Regions from separate parts of the Mus musculus genome. Here regions 1, 2, 3, 4 and 6 are each linked to region 5. A link is a contact called in public promoter capture Hi-C data. All regions are on one chromosome and are shown on one strand. The core of a region is the stretch at or near the end of the contact, and the rest is flanking DNA. Distances in the headings are between cores, read along the strand shown. Region 1 holds the start of Polr2m (polymerase (RNA) II (DNA directed) polypeptide M). Region 2 holds the start of Aldh1a2 (aldehyde dehydrogenase family 1, subfamily A2). Region 3 overlaps Aqp9 (aquaporin 9). Region 4 holds the start of Aqp9 (aquaporin 9). Region 5 holds the start of Gtf2a2 (general transcription factor II A, 2). Region 6 holds the start of Myzap (myocardial zonula adherens protein).

Evidence for each region. Promoter capture Hi-C pulls out the DNA fragments that hold promoters and counts their contacts. Capture Hi-C pulls out chosen DNA fragments and counts their contacts.
Region 1: a promoter capture Hi-C map of adipose tissue shows a contact between it and region 5, with 2.9 times the contacts expected there. The contact joins the promoter of Polr2m here to the promoter of Gtf2a2 in region 5. A contact is called at or near these places in 5 of 39 promoter capture datasets (the C10 cell line, the HPC-7 cell line, erythroid cells and 2 more), 3 of 115 datasets of contacts at active chromatin or transcription factors (extraembryonic endoderm stem cells, large pre-B cells and pro-B cells) and 2 of 9 other capture datasets (adipose tissue and liver).
Region 2: a promoter capture Hi-C map of pre-B cells shows a contact between it and region 5, with 5 times the contacts expected there. The contact joins the promoter of Aldh1a2 here to the promoter of Gtf2a2 in region 5. A contact is called at or near these places in 2 of 39 promoter capture datasets (hippocampal neurons and pre-B cells), 2 of 115 datasets of contacts at active chromatin or transcription factors (large pre-B cells and pro-B cells) and 1 of 9 other capture datasets (adipose tissue).
Region 3: a promoter capture Hi-C map of liver shows a contact between it and region 5, with 2.4 times the contacts expected there. The contact joins the enhancer-like site here to the promoter of Gtf2a2 in region 5. A contact is called at or near these places in 1 of 39 promoter capture datasets (liver) and 2 of 115 datasets of contacts at active chromatin or transcription factors (large pre-B cells and pro-B cells).
Region 4: a promoter capture Hi-C map of erythroid cells shows a contact between it and region 5, with 36 times the contacts expected there. The contact joins the promoter of Aqp9 here to the promoter of Gtf2a2 in region 5. A contact is called at or near these places in 15 of 39 promoter capture datasets (the 3T3-L1 cell line, 3T3-L1-derived adipocytes, the C10 cell line and 10 more), 1 of 115 datasets of contacts at active chromatin or transcription factors (astrocytes) and 1 of 9 other capture datasets (liver).
Region 6: a contact with region 5 is called in a promoter capture Hi-C map of pre-B cells, with 4 times the contacts expected there. The contact joins the promoter of Myzap here to the promoter of Gtf2a2 in region 5. A contact is called at or near these places in 2 of 39 promoter capture datasets (hippocampal neurons and pre-B cells) and 1 of 484 Hi-C or Micro-C datasets (pre-B cells).

What each region holds. Positions count from the first base shown.
Region 1 is chr9:71,484,425-71,487,381 of GRCm38.p6, reverse strand. Polr2m (polymerase (RNA) II (DNA directed) polypeptide M) reads left to right here and starts at 1,399. Exons shown (of 4, transcript NM_178602.3): 1 at 1,399-1,698. The coding sequence starts at 1,586.
Region 2 is chr9:71,214,310-71,217,177 of GRCm38.p6, reverse strand. Aldh1a2 (aldehyde dehydrogenase family 1, subfamily A2) reads right to left here and starts at 1,389. Exons shown (of 14, transcript NM_009022.4): 1 at 1,215-1,389. The coding sequence starts at 1,331. It overlaps Gm3458 (predicted gene 3458), which reads left to right and starts at 1,792. Exons shown (of 4, transcript NR_110518.1): 1 at 1,792-1,931.
Region 3 is chr9:71,138,515-71,141,680 of GRCm38.p6, reverse strand. The region is part of intron 1 of Aqp9 (aquaporin 9); the gene reads left to right. Among named protein-coding and RNA genes, the nearest start is that of Gm32714, 11 kb to the left of the region's middle. Within about 2 kb of position 1,295, at least 7 of the 459 cell types and tissues checked have an H3K27ac peak or open chromatin away from gene starts, as enhancers often do. A contact at or near this core is called in liver, where this site is marked.
Region 4 is chr9:71,161,652-71,164,593 of GRCm38.p6, reverse strand. Aqp9 (aquaporin 9) reads left to right here and starts at 1,305. Exons shown (of 6, transcript NM_022026.3): 1 at 1,305-1,621. The coding sequence starts at 1,511.
Region 5 is chr9:70,011,062-70,013,954 of GRCm38.p6, reverse strand. It overlaps Gtf2a2 (general transcription factor II A, 2), which reads right to left and starts at 1,407. Exons shown (of 5, transcript NM_001039519.2): 1 at 1,294-1,407. It overlaps Bnip2 (BCL2/adenovirus E1B interacting protein 2), which reads right to left. Exons shown (of 11, transcript NM_016787.4): 11 at 2,296-2,893.
Region 6 is chr9:71,590,626-71,593,799 of GRCm38.p6, reverse strand. It overlaps Myzap (myocardial zonula adherens protein), which reads left to right and starts at 1,440. Exons shown (of 13, transcript NM_001033208.4): 1 at 1,440-1,610. The coding sequence starts at 1,536.

The sequences.
Region 1 (2,957 bases), core at 150-2,649, 1.5 Mb before region 5:
ATCTTCCAAAATGAGTTCATATCTGATATATGGGCTTCCTGAAACCTAACTGTCCAGAACTAACTACATGCTGTGGTCTCTTAGATCTCTTAGCAATGCTTCAAAGATAATTGTTTCGAAGTCCATCAGGTATAAGTGTTATAAAAACAATGAAATGTGACTCTCCCTGAGAAGCCCATGCCCATCTCTGGGTATATGTTCCATTTGAGCACTTTTATATCTCTGAACACTCATACTTAGGCCTGTATGAAAATATTTTTTATTAGACTCCTATTCTCCTAGTCCTGAATATTTTCAGCATCAAAGTTACAAACCCTGGTTTGAAATCCCTAAAAGATTAGAGGAATTTCTCAGGCCGTGGAAGTCAAGAGTGGAGCCGTTCTTCCTTTCTATTCCCTTTGTTAATATGGCTTAATAAGCCCACTCTTAAGAGAAATGAGAGTTTATGTTGACATGAACATCTATTAAAAATGTTGACAGTGACTTGATCTGTGATCATTAAGAACTGAAAACAACTCAAATATCCTTCAGCATAAACACACAACTCACAATGCAATACTGCCTAGCAATAAAAAAGGGGCAGGGCAGCAAAGCCCGAATCAGAAACTGTCCAACTACTTGCCAAAGACGCTGTACTATTTTGCATCCTCTGCTCCCCCATTAGCAGTCTGTAGGAATCTCAGTCGCTCTTCATTATTTCCAACAGTTGACATGGTCGACCTTTCTAATTCCTGATATTCTGACTTGCTCAAATATTCAAATCTTGTTTTGTTTGAGACAGAGTCACTTTGCAACCTCGAATTCACTATGTAGATCAGGCTGGCCTTGAACTCAGTCAGCCAGACTTAAAGGCATGCACGACCATACCTGACTATATTGTTTCTAATATGCATTTTATTATAGCTAGCTATATTGGTCACTTGTTATTTTTTGAAGACTAAATTATGTTAATGTGTGTGTGTTTGTGCGCAGGTGTCTGGAGAAGCCAGAGTTTGTGAAGTGCCCTGGAGCTGCAGTCTAAAGGCATTTGTAAGCTACCCAACAGGGGCACTGGTACCCAAACTCTGGCATACTGCAAAAGCAGTATGCCCTCTTAGCCACTGAGCCATCATTATAACCCCGTTATTTATTTTAACTGTGATTAATGTCCATTCAGGAATCCCTGTAAATTTTTTGTCCAAAACTTTGATTGCTTAATCGTAGATGCGACGCTCTATTACTTTCGTCATATTTTACTTATTAGAAGTGAGTTTGTAAGTCTTTGACTTGAGTGTCCTATATTTCCCAGTGCACAGGCGAAAAGCCGGGAAAGCAAAAGGCCCATCCAGAGAAAGCCCGCCAAACCCAGACGCCTTGGCGGTGATGTAACTTCCGCCCCTGCACGCTTCCTCGGGCGTCCCCTCGTCCTGGCCTGTCCGTTTCCGGCATTTCAATAAAGCTCCCTTCGGCTCGGAGAAGCCGTGCTCTTCCGGGAAAATGGCGACTCCCGCTCGCGCTCCAGAGTCGCCGCCGGCCGCGGAGCCAGCGCCCGCCGTGGGCCCCGCCGGGGATCCCTGCCCGCCGCGCCAGCCGCAGCCCGTGCGCAATGTTCTCGCTGCCCCGCGGCTTCGAGCCCCCAGCTCCCGAGGACTTGGGGCGGCAGAGTTCGGCGGAGCTGCGGGAGAGGTTGAGGCGCCAGGAGAGACTTTTGCGCAACGAGTAAGCGGTGGCCCTGGGGTCGCGGTTGCGGGGGATCGGGATCAGGGAACAGGCTCTCAGGGATCGGGATCCGGGGACTTGGTCTCCCGCCCCGCCCCGCGGCCTGGCGCGCGAAGGTGACCTTGCGTGGCCAGGCCTCCCGAGCCAGGCCTGTCCTGTGCGCGGGCATGGCTCCATGCTGCCCGGCCCTCACTCGGCAGCCGCGCCTGCTCGATTTCATGTTCGCACTACAGCTTTGAACGAGCTCCGGTACCAAAGCCTCTTGATCGGAACGTGTGGGATTTCCTTCTCTCTATCTGAAGCCCCACTCTTTCCCCAACCATAGATTTGGAGAGCGGGCTGGAAAGTTTGGTTCATGCGTAGTGGGGAGAAGATGATAGCTGATTGCCTAAAGGCAGCTTTGTTTAGGAACAGGATTGAAGGAAGACGCCAAAAGGATATTTTCTGAGAGGTTTTTTTTTCAGCAAGGAGGGAAAAATGGACCATGAAGGCAATCGAGGGATTGGGGGAACTGGTGTAATAATTTGGAGACAAATATATATTAATAGTTAACAGGTGGTTGAAGTTTCTGGGGAGCAACAAAGAATAATGGGAAAATTGGGAGAGAGGGATGGATTTTAGGTTAATTTTTTATTTTGGGCGTATTCAGTTGAGGGAGTAATTGCAGGCATTTAGTTAATTAAAAGCCAACCGATTAAAACCCAGAGGAATGAGTATTAGGCACAAGAGAGAGAAGGCTGAAAAAAACCGAGAGGAACTCAGTTGCAGAGAGGCATTAATACTGTTGAAAACGTGGGAATAAATGTATCAGGAAAAATAGAGGACCCAAGGTTTAGCCCCCTTCTCCTGTTTGTTATATAACCAAGGAAAAGAACCAGAAAGGGAATTTTTGTCACTGAGGGAAAGGAGCCAATGACCATTTGGCAGGAGGGGTTCCTACTAGAAACAGGTAGGTATTTTGACTTTTCAAGATTGGGTTGTTAATTTTAGCAGTGAATTAACCTTCTGGTCTTGGAACATTTTTATACTCTTTAAGAGTTATTTGGCATCTCAAAGAACTCCTGTTTATATATGCTGAGTCTAGAAATATTAGCAGTTTGCCAGAAGCAACTGAGAATTCTTTCAAACACAGAACCACATAAGCAAGTCCATCTTCCTTTGTAAGATAGTGATGTTATCCCATTATGTAACCTCTGGCATTCCTCAGTTCATCGGGGTTCAGAGACCATGGCTTAAAACCCACTGGTCCTTATCATATA
Region 2 (2,868 bases), core at 140-2,639, 1.2 Mb before region 5:
TTGTCACATGCGAACAACTTAACTTCTCTGCTTTTCGCGTATAGTGTAATGCCCGCGATGGAACACTTATCAGCTGTATCGTGTGCGCGCGCTGCAGTTAACTGGCGAGAGTTTGCGGTAGGAATGAAAATCAAATTAAAAAAAAAAATTCTAAAATGAACTCTCAAGAAGTGTGGCTTTAAAGGCTACAGTCGCCTTTTTGCTATAACATTCAATCCCTTTGTGTATGTATTTCACAAATTTCCCCCGTGGATTTTTTTTCCCTGAGAACGGTGGAGTGGTAGGGGATCAAGTCACATGGGGCAGCAGGCGTGTATTGCTTTTTAATGCAGTTTAACAACAATAATTCGTGCTTGACAAACTAAGATGTCAGAATTCGTTAGGAAAAAAATCATTAGGCTTATCAGTGCAAAAGTGAGCTCGCTAATTTATGTGACTTGAGTTATTTTCCCTTTTTCTAAAATGTCCATTGCCTACAAAATCCCGAGGAAATCCTGGCATAGACCTACTGCGTCTCGGCCAGGTCCCCGCGAAGTCTGTGGGACTCCGGTCCTGACAACCCTTCAGCGACTCCGCTCTGAGGGAAGATAAGCCCGCGCGGCCGCGCACCTCCGGACCCGAGGGACCGCGGGGCGACACCGGACCGCAATGCCACCCTGGCGGTGAACCCCACTCTGCTCTGAGACCGAGGGACAGGGAGAACTGCACCCCGGTGGGCTCTGAGGAAACCCAGGGGAACACCCTCCTCAAGCCAGAGCCCGGACTGCTCTGAGGAGACCTGGGGGACCCCAGAGCCAAACTCCATTTGCTCTGATAAAACTTGGGGGCTCGCACAACCGGACTCCGGTCTGCCCTGAGCTCTAAGGGACCCCAGAACTAAGCCTCGTTCTGCCCTAGGGACATCTAGGACCGGACCCTAGCCGGCTCTAAAGAGTCATAGGGGACTCCAGAACCAGACCCAGGTCTGCTCTGGGAAATCCCACCTCCCCAGGCAGTCCCGAGGTCGTCACCACCGTCCGCCGCCGCTGGCGATCCCCGCGCTGCCTTCTGTTTGGGACCGGTTCTCCCAAGACGCTCCCTAAACCGGGGCGGGACTTGAGAAGCCCGCATCGCGGTCCCCGCGGAGGCGCGGAGATGACAGGCGACCTCCGGGCCCCCGGCCTCTGAAGGGATCCAGAGGATGCTTCCAGAAAGCGTCCGCCGGACGGCTTTACCTTGGTGTACTTGATCTCGAGGTTGGGCGTGGGCGACGGCAGGAGCTGCAGCGAGGCCATGAGCGCGGCGGGGTCGGCCTTCACCTCGCCCGGCATGGCGATCTCGCTGGAAGTCATGGGCGGCCACGGGTGGGTGTGCGCGGGGCGCTGCGCGGCCGGGGCGCGCTCGCTGTATATAGGCAGGTGTCAAGCGGGGGGCGCTTCTTATTGGACGTGCGGCCCACAGGCGCGGGGGGCCGGCCCAGGAGGACATTTGCATACGGCCGCGCGCGGCGCCCGCACGGTCAAGTCCGCGGCCCACGCTCCCGCGGGCGCGCCCGGGGGGGCCTCGACGGCCGGAGCGCAGCCTCGGCGGGACCGCGCTGGCCGATGGCAGCCCCGCGAGCCTTAGCGCTGGTCGGCCGGGAGGAGAGGCGCCCGAGCCGCGGCCCCGCCGAGCCCCGCGCCCTTCCTAACACTCGCTCTTCTCCTCCCCCGGGGTCCCGAGCAGCCCGAAAGAGCTTTCGCTCAGCCTTCCGCGTGGCGCGAGGGGCGCGTGGCCGCTGGGTGGGGTGATAGATGCTCCCCACACTCCCAAGGAGAACCTTCTGGAACCGCCGACGCCGCGCTGGCCCCCACCAGGCTTCTCAGCCCAACTGCTGCCCTCTGCCGGCCCCGCGGCCTAGTTGTGCCTGAGGCCGTGGGCTTCATCTGCCTTGGGTTGCCTGGATATTCCAGGTCTTGATGGTCTCCTTCCAGCCCTTTCCTTTCCTCTTCCCATCCACACCGGGAAACACTTGGGATTTTCTGTTGCTCTTCCTGTCAGAATCTCCGGGTTGAGCTTCCATCTCCATCCCTTCTCGTCTTACAAGCAGCCTTATAGTTGAGTAAAGATGGGCGCTGATCAGGAATCAGTAGCCTAGACAGTTCACTCCAGATAGCGTGGGAGAATCATTGGACCAATATCACGAGCCCATATAGATAGCTCTTTATAGGGCTTTCTGCCTCTATCCCCATGAAAATCCCACAGCCTTATCCAACCTGACTCTTCCTGTTTTTCTATGGAAGACTCTCAACTCCCAAGCAACTGCTTCGCTCTTGCTCAATCATTTCTTTGCATGTTGTTCACTACAAAACACTTACTTTAGATGTGTTCATTAACTAAAATTCCGTAAATGATTGGTGCTTAGATTCTGTGCAGACAGAATGCTGTTGTCTTAATTGAATTTGTGAGACAAGTTCCAGGCTCCGAGAACTCTTTATAGGGTATCTGCCTAAAGTGACCGAGCAAGCACTACGTCGTCGTCCTAGAGCAACAATACAGCCTAATTTAGGCAGTTGAAAAATTCCTATTCACAGGGAACGTTTATGGCCAAAGAGTGTGTCTTAATAACCGAATATACTCCTAAGAATCGCCTTTATTTAAGCTGTAGAAGACTGAGAAAGAATAAGAAGAATGGTGGGGAGGTAGCTCTGTAGGTAGAGTGCTTGCCTAGAACGCTGGGTTTAGTTGCCAGCACCACCTTGAACTGGGGTAGAGATGCATGCCTGTAATTCCCAGCATCCCACTGGATGGAGGCAAGAGGATTAGAAGTTCAAGTTCATCCTCTCTTACAGGAGAGAAGGAGCGAGGGAGGAAGAGAGGGGGGAAGGGGAAGGGGGTACAGAGGAGGAA
Region 3 (3,166 bases), core at 46-2,545, 1.1 Mb before region 5:
AAGTTGTCATTGAATACAGTGTTGTTCAGCTTTCATGTGTATGTGGGCTTTCTATTATTTATGTTGTTACTGAAGATCAGCCTTAGTCCGTGGAGAACTACTGGACTTGATGGGCTATTTCAACATAATGAGATGTGTCAGAACTGCAGCATTTGGAAGTATTTGAAAAGGGCAGTGGAGCTCAGTGAGGGGCAGTGGGTGCTCGAACCTGGCAGTGTTTTAGTTCGTAGTTGAGTCTTGCGCGCGCCGGACTGGCCAGCAGTAACAACGCTGCAACAGGATCCTTCTGCACACGTTTATTGGGAGAGCTTGATTGCAGAGGCGAAGAGACCTGGAGCCCAGAACTGGTGCTGCTTATATAGGCCTAGGAGAGGCGTGTCTCACACCCGGATTGGTTATGCACTACGCCTCATTTGCATGTTCCTCATTTGATTGGCTACTCTCTCTCTCTCTGTACCTCACAGAGCCTCATTATCATACCTCATTTGCATGTCTCACATCTGATTGGTTATACTCTCAAAGCCTCATGCCCAGGCCAGGCAGTGTCTTTGCAAAAAACTTTACTGCATATGTACACATTGGTTGTTTGTCCAAACTTATGCGTGGTGGCCAGCAGTAGTCAGTGCCACTCTGCAACGGCATATGTGGCTTCCCACAATTGAGAACAGATGGGTTTTGGAGAAGCAAGTGAGAAGAAAGGCATACTGTGAGCAGGCATGCAGAGTTTGGAGTGGCAGCTATCAGTTCCAAGGGCTCAAAGAGGCTGGCATGCAACTCTATGAATCTGTTTTGGGCAGAAGGAGGGCCGGGCTCCATGGGACAAGGCAATGGAAAGCCTGGATGTGCAGCGATGTTCTCAGGCCGCAGAGAGACTTTTGTATACAGCTGTAGCCATGGCATCTAGCTCCACTACTAGATGGCTAGAGGGTGGTGGGGACTCTGGCCAGAGGCTGTAGACAGAAGGGAAGTATAAGAACATCACTATGAGTGTTCAAGGAGGGAAGAAGAGAGGCAAGATAGCTCCAGAATGTCTGGCTTAGTGGCTAGTAATAGAGGGGGCATAACTCACATTCCAGTTAACCACCAGTCTGCCCTTTTGAATGTTTTCCTCTCTTTTCCATTGAGACGTTCTCTTCCCCTCAAAGGCATGAAGATCTGCTAATGAAACCAGGACTTACTCTGTTATCGTCACAGTCCTGCCCAGAGCAGTAGCACGCACACAAACATAGAACGATTGGTCTTTGGAAAGTCAACGAAAACAAGCAAAACCTCTTGAAGCCTTGCGACTTCCCCTCACCCACATTTGATTCTATGGTTAGCAGTGACACAACAACTATCTCCACCGCCTGTCAGAAGTGGACCTTCCCCTGCTTGTTATTGCCAGGAAGTGGCTAAAGTTCATGGACTCAATTATTTGAATCCGTGAACTCAAACTGGCTCTTAGCTTCCCTTTTGCATTTACATTGAAAACAGTCCCTGCGTTTGCACTTATGATCAGTGTTTGCTGTTTAAATAGTGCTTTTATTAGTGTTATCTCATTTGAACCTTTATTGAAAACCCTCGGGAAGCAAGCTGAGGAATGATTGTCATTGCTTAGTGGAAGGGCAAGCTGAGATTGAGAAGCAATGTGTTCATTTATACAACCATGAAAGGGGCTTTCACACCCAACAGAAAAAGGAACCATCTGATGACTTGACATGAATATATTAGAAACTAATATTAGATACAGAGACCAACACACTTAACATGTATATGTTTTCTTTCTCTGTGTATGTATGTATAGTGTAGGAAGAAAATAAAAATACTTACAATAGATTCCTTCTGTCTGCTATAAAGTTCAGAATTATCAAAATGGGACAGACTACCAGGGACATGGTATAGGAATTAAGAACATAAACCCTGAGACTGTACGATGCTCACCTCTTAAACCCAACCAGAATGCGATGAACAAGCCAAGCCACCATGCAGTAGCCACTTGTAGGCACTCTGCTCTGCACTCTAGTTAAAACCTCCATGAGCAACCAGTACCACCCACAAGGCAGACATACGAATGCAGAAGCCTCCAGACAATTTCAGTGGAGTAGAAATGAAATGTCCTGCCAAACCTGCCTGAATCTAGGCTTCATCCACAACACAAATATAATCTTAAGTTTGAGGCATCTCTGCAGAAGTGGAACTCAGTGCTCACGTGGTCTTCTACTAATGGACCTGAGTCCAGCAGAGGTTGTTAGTTGTAGGAAGACAGTTGAGAGGGTTAAGCTGATGAGAGAGTATAAGTCAATATAAGTTCAGTATATAAGTAAAAGATGAAAGAGGGTTTGGGGGCACAGGGATAAGGATCACCTTTCCTTCCACCCCTCTCCCTCAGCCTATAGTGTGATTTACAATGCCCCTTGCTGCTGCTCCCAAGACAATTTCAACACCTAGGACAGAAATAGAGAATACTTCCCAGAGTGAAATCAAACAGGTCAGAGGCCTCTCTGGACACACTCAAGCCAGTTCAAGCTTTCCGGTTTCCACTGGACCTACACTAGGGGCTGTGCAGCAGAATCGTGACCAGGGGAAGACTCTTGTTTGAAGGGCTCCAGCTGCTTCTGCCTTGTTGTCTGGAGTAGCTCATCTCAGATGACAGTAATATCCAACCCTACTTCCTGAGGGCAATACTGATGCTATTCACTCAGTTCAGAAGTTATATTCTGCATTTGCTTGGCCTTAGATTACAAAGACAACATGAAGGCACAAATGTGACATTAGTTTGGACAGTCATGATGATAGGGATCCTAAGTGGGAAAATCAGCTGTTAGGCTATGGAACGGAGCCAGAGTGCTCTGAAAGGGGAAAGAACACACTGCAAGACTGTGGCTTGATTTACCTTTTAATATAGAATATGGCATCACGGCTGTGGATGAAGTCTAAAAGTCTTACTTGCAATGTGCATACCAAGGGCTTCTTTCTAGAAGCCAGGCTCTTCTGCTTCTCCTAAGGCCAGTAATTTGCAAATAAGATGGGTGGATATATCCTTGAACTGGGGATAGTGGGATTCAAAGATCACCAGTCTATCATCTGTCTTCTGCCTTTGGGGAGGGATAAGCTGGAATCATCCCGTATGCATTGAATGTCTCCTATACAACCAGTTCATCACTATCAAGAAGATATTTGTATACAG
Region 4 (2,942 bases), core at 56-2,555, 1.2 Mb before region 5:
ACCCCTTCCAGCCTGCCTCCTCAGCTGGAAATGATTGAGGGCCTCCTGCAAAGGTAGAGGAGGGCCCCAAAGAAGACTGGGAACTGGGCAGGCTGCTCTGAGGGAGGGAAGGAGGGTGGGAGGGAGGGAGGGAGGGAGGGAGCATAGCATGGGTTCAAGTCAGTGGACTGCCTGGGGGTGTTTAGAGACTACTGCCTCCAATTCCGTCTTTTCAGACAAACCAGCTTTGGAAATCAGGGCTTGCTTATTGATCAGGTCAAGAAGCTATTATAAGATGTAGTCTGTTGCCTGTGAGGATGTTAATTCATCAGATTTAAACTAGATACCTTAGTGGGGCATAGTTACTCCTCTCTTCTTTAACTGGGATGGGATTGACTGGTCAGAGGGCTAGAATTCCAGTCCTCTGCTTTCTCTATCTTTCTGATTCTTGAATCCTAAACTCTGTTTACCAGATAGGGAGACCACTTCAGTGAACAAGAGGGAGTTCCCATCTTGTCCCATAAACACCTTAACACCCTCCCCTCCCCTCCCCCCTCTTTCCCTCCCTCCCTCCTCCCCCCCCTTTTTTCCTCTCAAGACAGGGTTTCTCTATATAGCCCCAACTGTCCTGGAACTCATGTAGACCAGGCTGGGCCCTTGAACTCACAGAGATCAACCTGTCTCTGCACACACACACACACACACACACACACACACACACCTCACCCCCCACCCTACCCCCAGCGCTGGGATTAAAGGCAGCACTAACCCAATGCCCCATAAACTTACATTTCGGAGCCTTTAAACTGCCCTTCCATAAGTTAATTTAGTTATTTCTGGAGCCCTTCAGAAAGACTCCAGCAGTCCCATGAACTCCCCGAGGCACTACTAGAGCCAGCCTAGTCTCTTTCCCTTACACTCTCCAGTTTGGAAGAAAACCTTCAGGAGAGAATGTTCACAGTGAAGGTGTCTATACCTGATTGAACTATTCTAAATTACACCCAAACTGCCCACTTCCGAATAGGAGAAAACAAATCATCAGAAGGCTGAAGTTGTGTAACAGGTAAATCTCTTCTGGACCAAGGCCCATCTCTGGTTTGGCAACCCAACCAACGTAGCATCTCTTTTCTCATCTCCTGGAAAAAAAAAAAAAAAAGAAAGAAAGCCAACAGAGAAAAAGTAGCCAGAGAACAGAGAATAAAGGTAATGATTAATCTGTCAAGTACAAAAAGAGTCATTTTGAGGATTTGGAATTATAACTCATTAATGCAAACAAATAGCAATGAGCTGGGAGGGAGGGAGGGGCTGACAGCAGAGGCAGACAAGGATTAAGTCACAGTTCCTAATTAGGACAGGCTCTCTGACACAGTCAGGTATCTCTTTAGTCGCCTCCAGAGATCCGTGCAGAGCTAAGTGAGCTTGGTTTTTTTAAAATTCTTTTTTGTTTGGTTTGGTTTTCATGTGGTAGTGAAGGCAGGAAACTGAGCGAGCAGACCTTGGTGGAAAGCTTACCTCTGGCAGAAACCCCAAGATGCCTTCTGAGAAGGACCGAGCCAAGAAGAACCTCGTGCAGAGGCTGGCCCTGAAGAGCTGTCTGGCTAAGGAGACACTCTCTGAGTTCCTGGGCACCTTTATAATGATTGTGAGTATTGCTCGATTTCCATTTTCCCAGTTCAGACCTAACCCCGCCTTCCTGGCTGCCAGGCGTCTGGAGCAGGGCGTTTGTTTTTTTGTTTTCCCTGATTATCAGTTCCAGTCCCTTCTAGGAGGCAGCAAGTCACTTTCTAGGTTACTTGACTATTTGGTGACCATTAAGAGCTTCGTTCGCTCTTAACGTGTAGCCAAGACAGTTGATAGGAGTGGAGAAGGGGGAAGGGGAGTACTTCTTCATTTTAAAATGTCTCAAAGTGGCTTTTATGATGAAAGAGTTGCTAGACATTGCTTCCCATTTGGTGACTGAGTCATCTGAAACAAACATTAATGGTCAATAGATAGCGTGGAACAGGCTGCCAAGAGAGGTGCCTGGCAGTTTTGTTTGTTTGTTTGTTTGTTTATTTATTTATTTATTTATTTGTGTGTGTGCACGAATGCACACAAGTGCATCTGAAAATGGCCTGGCAGTTTTATTTATTTGTTTGTTTGTTTGTTTATTTATTTATTTATGTGTGTGCACCAATGCACACAAGTGCATCTGAAAATGGCCTGCTGGAGTCAGCTCTCCTTCCACCATCCTTCCACCATGTGGACTCTAGGGATGGAGCTCAGGTCATCAGGCCCGGCAACAGGGACTTTTATCTCGTGAGTCATCTCACCGGACCTACTTAGTAAATCAGAACTTGGGGTTAGTATGGTGTGTGTGTGTGTGTGTGTGTGTGTGTGTGTAGCCTTGTGTTGGTTTCATATAATTTCTCCCTTTTGATTGAACTTGACTTGAGCAAATCTCTCAAGGTCTTTAAATTGAACTTCATAGAGTTAAACATGGACAGGCCTAAGAATCTCAAAAAGAGATTGGCTCAGCTATGAAAACAAACAAAACAAAGAATAAAACAGAGACCAGAAACTATTGCTACTTTCTGAACTGGTGTGAGCCCTGGCCTCAGGCTTTTTTTAAAATGGGACAGCTATTTATTTCTATTTATCTATTTATTTATTTATTTATTTATTTATTTATTTATTTATTTATTTTGGTTTTTCGAGACAGGGTTTCTCTTTATAGCCCTGGCTGTCCTGGAACTCACTTTGTAGACCAGGCTGGCCTGGAACTCAGAAATCCGCCTGCCTCTGCCTCCCGAGTGCTGGGATTAAAGGTGTGTGCCACCACACCCGGCTTATTTAATTTTTTAGAAAACACACCTGCCAGAGAGAGAGACAGAGAGACAGGGAGACTCTTACTTCAGGTATAATTTCAGCTTCTCGTTCTCAAATATTTCTCTCTTTTATTTATATGAGTACACTGCTGCTGT
Region 5 (2,893 bases), core at 158-2,657:
GTTAGTCCATCTCAGCTTATGGTGTTAAATCCTATCTATGTGTTGATGACTTTGAAACTTGTAGCCTTCCCTCACTTCTCTCTTTGTACCCATATTCAGGATGTTCTACTCTACATCGAAACAATTATCAAATAGCTAAGACACTTCTCCTACAGCTAAGAGCAAATGCAGAGGACTCTTCTATGGGCCCTCAGAGTCATATAAACCATAAAGATGGTCCAATTCCTAGCAAATCTTGGAAGGGCAACTTTCAAAATGAATCCAGAAGCCAATCATTTCTCAACATCCCCATGATTATTTTATAATGCCAGGCCACTGACTCATGGTGTTCAAATTTTCTTTACTCTACACTTGTCCCTCACACTTTATAATTTGCAGCGGGGTTATCTTTTAAAAATATGGGCTAGAACATATTTTCCATCAGCTTCTATCAGGCCTGACGATCTGGCTACCCTCTATGTTTGGTTTGATCTATTTTCCACCTCCCTTTGCACTCTCAACTGCCCTGAGGATGACAGGCGTGGGACTGCCTTTGCGATGGCTGTTCTTTCTGCCTGTAATGTTCTTGCTCAGATATTAATTTGGCTAACACACAACTCCAATAGCTCCATTCAATTGCACCTAAACTGACCACCACATAGGAACTCCAACATCCATTATGAAACGTCTCCAAACCCTTCATCTCGCTAAAATTTTTTGATAGCACCGTCTGCCATCAAGTTACCTAACGGTCTTATGTTAACTTTCCGCATAAAATGTAAAGTCCACGAGGGCATGGATCTTTATTTTTGTTCACTTGATGTAACCTGCGGGCTGAGAACAGTACCGGATACTCGACGCGTGTCAAACAAAAACATTTAGCTCGTTCAAAGTAAACGCCAGTCAGTACGTGTGTATGGAGAAGGGGAGAAAAAGGTCAGAGAGACATAAACTTTAAAATAGGACAGGGGAGCCATGGCACGCTCCATTTGACATCTAAGCATTATTTGGAAAAGAGCTAACAGCGACTTCGACGTCTGCTGAAACGAGCTGGCTCGGCCATCTCCAATCTTTAAAGGTGGCGGCAACTGCAGAACTTCGGAATCCCCTCCTCACTGCAGAGCTGGAGCGCAGGCGCCGTGTGTGCCCGGCATCCGAGCGGGACGCCGGTCGCCTAAGCGCGGCCTGAGGAGAGCGGGAAGGCGGCTGCTCCCGCGCGGCTGCGTCTGTCTGGGGTCGCCTTCCGGCGGGCACAGCGCTCGGTACCGCCCGCCTCGCCGCGGCCTCCCCGCTCCCGGCCCCGCCGCCGCCTACCTGAGGGAAGGCGCTTCCGCCACGGCGGTAGCAGAGCCAGGTAGGGAGCCCGCTGCGACCACCTCCTCGGCCGCGGAAACCGCAGCCCTGTGCCAGTGACCCGGAAGTGCTCACGCGACCCGGAGGTGACGCCACAGGAGCCACTGCCGGCCCCCACCGCCGTTTCCGAGAAGGGGCGTGGTCTCTCCTGCTGGCGCTCGGGAAGCAAAAGGCAATGGGGCGACTGTCTGGCTTGTCAAAGTTTGTGGGACTGCAGTGTAGGGAAACCAGGGTTTGTGAGTCTTTCATCTTTTTCATTTGGAAGGTCTGCTGTATAAACTTCGTGACTGATACAAAAGCAAATACGTGGATATTCTGAGTTTCCAGAATTTCACATCCCTTTTCTTTTTAGCGGGGGTGCTTGGTTTTCTGCTTTCAAAACAGCAGCTATAGGTACTGCAGATGGCCAGTGAGCACATGAATTGTGACTTCGGATGCAAACACTCCAGGTCTGAGAGTGAAACATGTTCTCCTTTGTGCCATGCTGTAGGTTTTCCTTTTTAGCCTTTTAAAATCATATCCTTGCAACCCAAACTCATTAAATAATTTCCAAACTATGAAATACAGATCTGATTAAAGTTCAAATAGTGTTAAGATTGTAAACAGGCTGAACTTGTTATCAATTAAAAGAACCAGAGCAGGGTGTAGTGGCGCACACCTTTAAGTTAATCCCAGCACTCGGGAGGCAGAGGCAGGTGGATTTCTGAGTTCGAGGCCAGCCTGGTCTACAGGGTGAGTTCCCGGACAGCCAGGACTACACAGAGAAACCCTGTCTCGAAAAACCAAAAAAAAAAAAAAAAAAAAAAAAAAAAAAAAAAAAAAATAAATAAAATAAATAAATAAATAAATAAAAGAACCGGAAGCATCCACACTGCAGGATTGTAAAGGCCCGATGTTTGAAAGGCTTCACCGGAAAATTCAGTGTAAAAGTTAACGATTAAAGATGAAAACAAGGCACGAATGTATATTCCAACTAATTTATTCAAATGCATTAATGCTGCAGTAGCATGTGTAACAGATGAAGACACACCACTGTATTTGGAACCAGTCAAAGGAAGAGAAAAGGATATACTTTGCAGATCAATGGCTTCTCAGTGACAAAAACCAGAGGTGTATCCTGCAGAGAGAATCAGTCTCAATTCTCACTGAAATGACAATATTATCTAAGAACAGTGGAAAGGGCACAATAAGCGCATTCCGTCTAAATGACAGAATGTGAGCGTCCAATGAAAATCATTTGGAAGTATGAATCAAAGTGCAACAGTGTTTGATGAACTCCAAATTGTGTTCTATGTGAACAGAACCCCAAGGACTGTGCAAGCCAGCAGCCCTGAACATCAATATTTACTAGCTGGGTTCTCATGAGTAAACAATGAAGTAGCTGTTAGGACATTAACCTTTGGAAGTCTATATACAAAGGTACCATGGAGTAACTGACAGCTACCAAGTTCTCTTGTCAAACTAGATATGCAAATACACAATTTCAAATTCCAAGTTTCAATTGTTGTAGGAAATCTTAAGACAACTATCTGAAATAGCTTCTATCATTTTTTTAAAACTA
Region 6 (3,174 bases), core at 191-2,690, 1.6 Mb before region 5:
TAACAACTGAGCTAACTTCAGCTTCAAGGGATTGGACGCCTTTGGCCTCTGAGGATACCTGTACTCACCTGGGCAAACTCAAAATTAAAAATAAAAAGTAAATCTTAAAACACACACACACAGTGGTGATGAGGTTGGTAGAAAGCATCAGGAAGAGCTGGCAGAGAAGAGGCCCTGCGGCTTTCATGCAGACTTGCAGAAAACATGACTGTTGTCACCAAAGGGGCAAGTTTTGTGGGATCACGAGGAATTCTGATTGGTAACATTCTTTGACGTCTTTCCTGGTGGTGCAACCTTGGGATCACTCGTGTGCATGGGTACACACACATACACACACACACACACACACACACACACACAGAGAGAGAGAGAGAGAGAGAGAGAGAGAGGAGAGTGCACAGAAGTTAGGGAAACAAAGCTTCTAGGTTCAGGGGTGCCGTCGGGGTTCAGGTTAGGAGGTTGGTGAGAAGGCTGGGTTTTGCCTCGGCTTTGAAGGGTGAATGGAGATACTGTGTCCTCCCTCTCTTTCCCCCGAAGCACTTTGTCCTGATGTTAAAGGCCTAAGCACTCACACACCAGGTTCTTAGTGACTAGGCCCCAGCTCTCCTTAGCTTCTCTCCACCATCAGCTCCTGGCACTGTGACAGGATGCCTAAGAAGGAAGGGTCCCAGATCTGCCCTTGCCTTGCTTATCTCTGCTAGGGGGCAGCAGAGTGTTCCAGAAAGGCCCTAGGGGCTGACAGGGTAGGTCACCTCTTAGCTTGGCCACTTAACACCTGGTGGGGCTCCTCCTGCCTTACTCAACCCTTGATGAATCAGTGTCCTCACCTGCAAAATGGGGTGCAGGATAATGACACCTACCCCCAAAGCGTGGTTGTGAAGATTGATTGACGCAAAGGGTGGTCAGTCCTGCCAGGTGGACACACAGCAATCACTGAATGAATGTGGACAGCCTTGCAATTCTGGTCTTCAGCTTAGTCACTTCCTCTGGGAGCCTCTTTCTGGCTCCTGAGGACCTTTGGACAGTTGCACACTCCCAGCACACATACCTGTTTTCTACCACAGAAATGACAACTGTCTTCTCTCAGGGTCACCATTAGGGTGCAAATCTGTGAGGACAGGAGTCGGTCGTTCACTAGGAGGCACAAATAATAGGCACTCAGTAGTTACCGTGAAAAAAAGTGACAAAGACCAAGGGTCCCAGTAGTCCTTGGGGTTTGATGGAAAGCTCTGGGGTCGTGAGGCCAAAAGGACAGGGGATACAGAGACCAGACCCACAGTGTGTGCAGGAAGACTGGACAGGGAGATACAGAGAGGAGACGCTCAACTTTGGGGAGAGAATGCTGCTTGACTAGTCTGGCAGAATCCTAGCCCCGCCCCTCTCAGGCCCCTCCCAGGCCCCGCCTCCTGGGCTCCAGCCCTGCGGAAGCCGTAGCTTCTAGTGTCTGAGCCTCCCCCGCGTAGGGTGCGCCCCGCACGCTTATCCTGCCCCGGAGCAGCGCGGGCACCCAGCCCTTGCTCCACAGCCGCTGCGAGATGCTGCGCTCCACGTCCACTGTCACCCTGTTCTCAGGTGGCGGCGCCAAGTCGCCTGGAACGCCCAGTAGAAGGGTAAGTAGCTAGCTGGAGAAGGAGCTGCTGGGGATCTCTCGCACCCATCCCTGTCGCCCCATCTGTAGGGATGTGGGGAGAAGGATGCTTCTGGCTGTCGATACCTCAGTCTTGGCTCAAGTTTCCTGGCCAGTCCGGGACTCCACAGTGACCCTCCCTCTGGATGCTCCCGAGGCGGGAAGAGAGGGCTTAGGGGACTTTCTGGGATACCTAGAACTTACTTCTCCTTCGCGTCTCCACTGTCAAGCCAAGCTTAAATGTGGCATCAGTTTAAAAAAGGCAGGGGAGAGGTTTCTGAGGTCTCTGCCCTGAATATACTTGAAACGTGAACTTTTCTGCATCTCTTGGTTGGGAGCATCATCCATATGTCCATCCACCAGTGACAGACAGCCTCTGATCCAGGAGCCAGCTTTGCCAAGGTGGTTGCCTGTTTGCAGACCAGAGCTGAGCAGCTGACCACCTCGGAGTCTAGCTGTGCAGGACTCTAGTTTACGCAGGAACTTCTTTTTTTAAGCCCTGACCATCACCTCCAGGGAGATTTCCCTAAAGAAATGTGTTTAGCCACAGTCTTTGCTGAATCAGTTCTTACCTCCCAGATGCTCCTGAAAGAATGGCCAGGCTTGTCAGGTTGACATTCTATGCCCCTTCGAAGATCAGGGCCTCAGAGAAGTCTGCTAGGAGCTTGGCTTGTAGCTTTCTGAGTCTTCTGGTATCACGTTATTAAATACCTACCTCTTCACTAATCACGTATCTCCACCGTTCATTCTAACAGGTTAAATCCCACTCCAAAAGCCCCTTCCCAAGTCCGGTTAGTTTGATTTGACCTTTAGTGTTTATCTTTTCTCCATTTATAGACGAAAGGCATGTGTTGCTTTTGGGTGAGGGCCAAGTGGTGGTGGTGGTGGTGGTGGTGTGTGTGTGTGTGTATTTATGTTTGTGTGTATATGTTAGACACCTAAGGCTCATAGAACTCTGGTTGCTTGGTCATTAACTTAATAAAGTGGCTTCCCATTTGGTTAGTGAGTTTCCAACCATGGGCTTACCCTATTGCAAGATGGGCATTTGACTCTTTCCCATGGAAGGCTTTGTTTAATCAGAACAAAATTTAGGTTGACAAAGAATAAAATCATTACAAAGTTAGCCCTGAGCTGTGTGCAGCAGCCCCTACCCACAGGGAGACTCTGATTTAGGTTGATGCTGGGATCCTGTGAGTGAATTAGGTATAGCCAGTAGACTCAGTAGCATCTTTGAGATTTTTCTCTTGAATGATGTCTGGACATACTGGAATGCTTTGTCTTTTGGCTAAGACTGCATCGAAACTTTGGTCTGAAGAACTCAGGCTTCCGAATTCAGACTATGTAGGACTGATTGGAACATTCTAGAACTTCTGTGGACAAAATCTTTTTAAAGGCTCCTGTGTGTGTGTGTGTGTGTGTGTGTGTGTGTGTGTGTGTGTTGATTGACTAACTGACTCACTGAATATTTATAGATCTATTTCTGTGTGCCCCAGGGCTGGGCACTCAGTTCCATTCTGCTCTTGGAGGCAGATATTATCACAAATGAG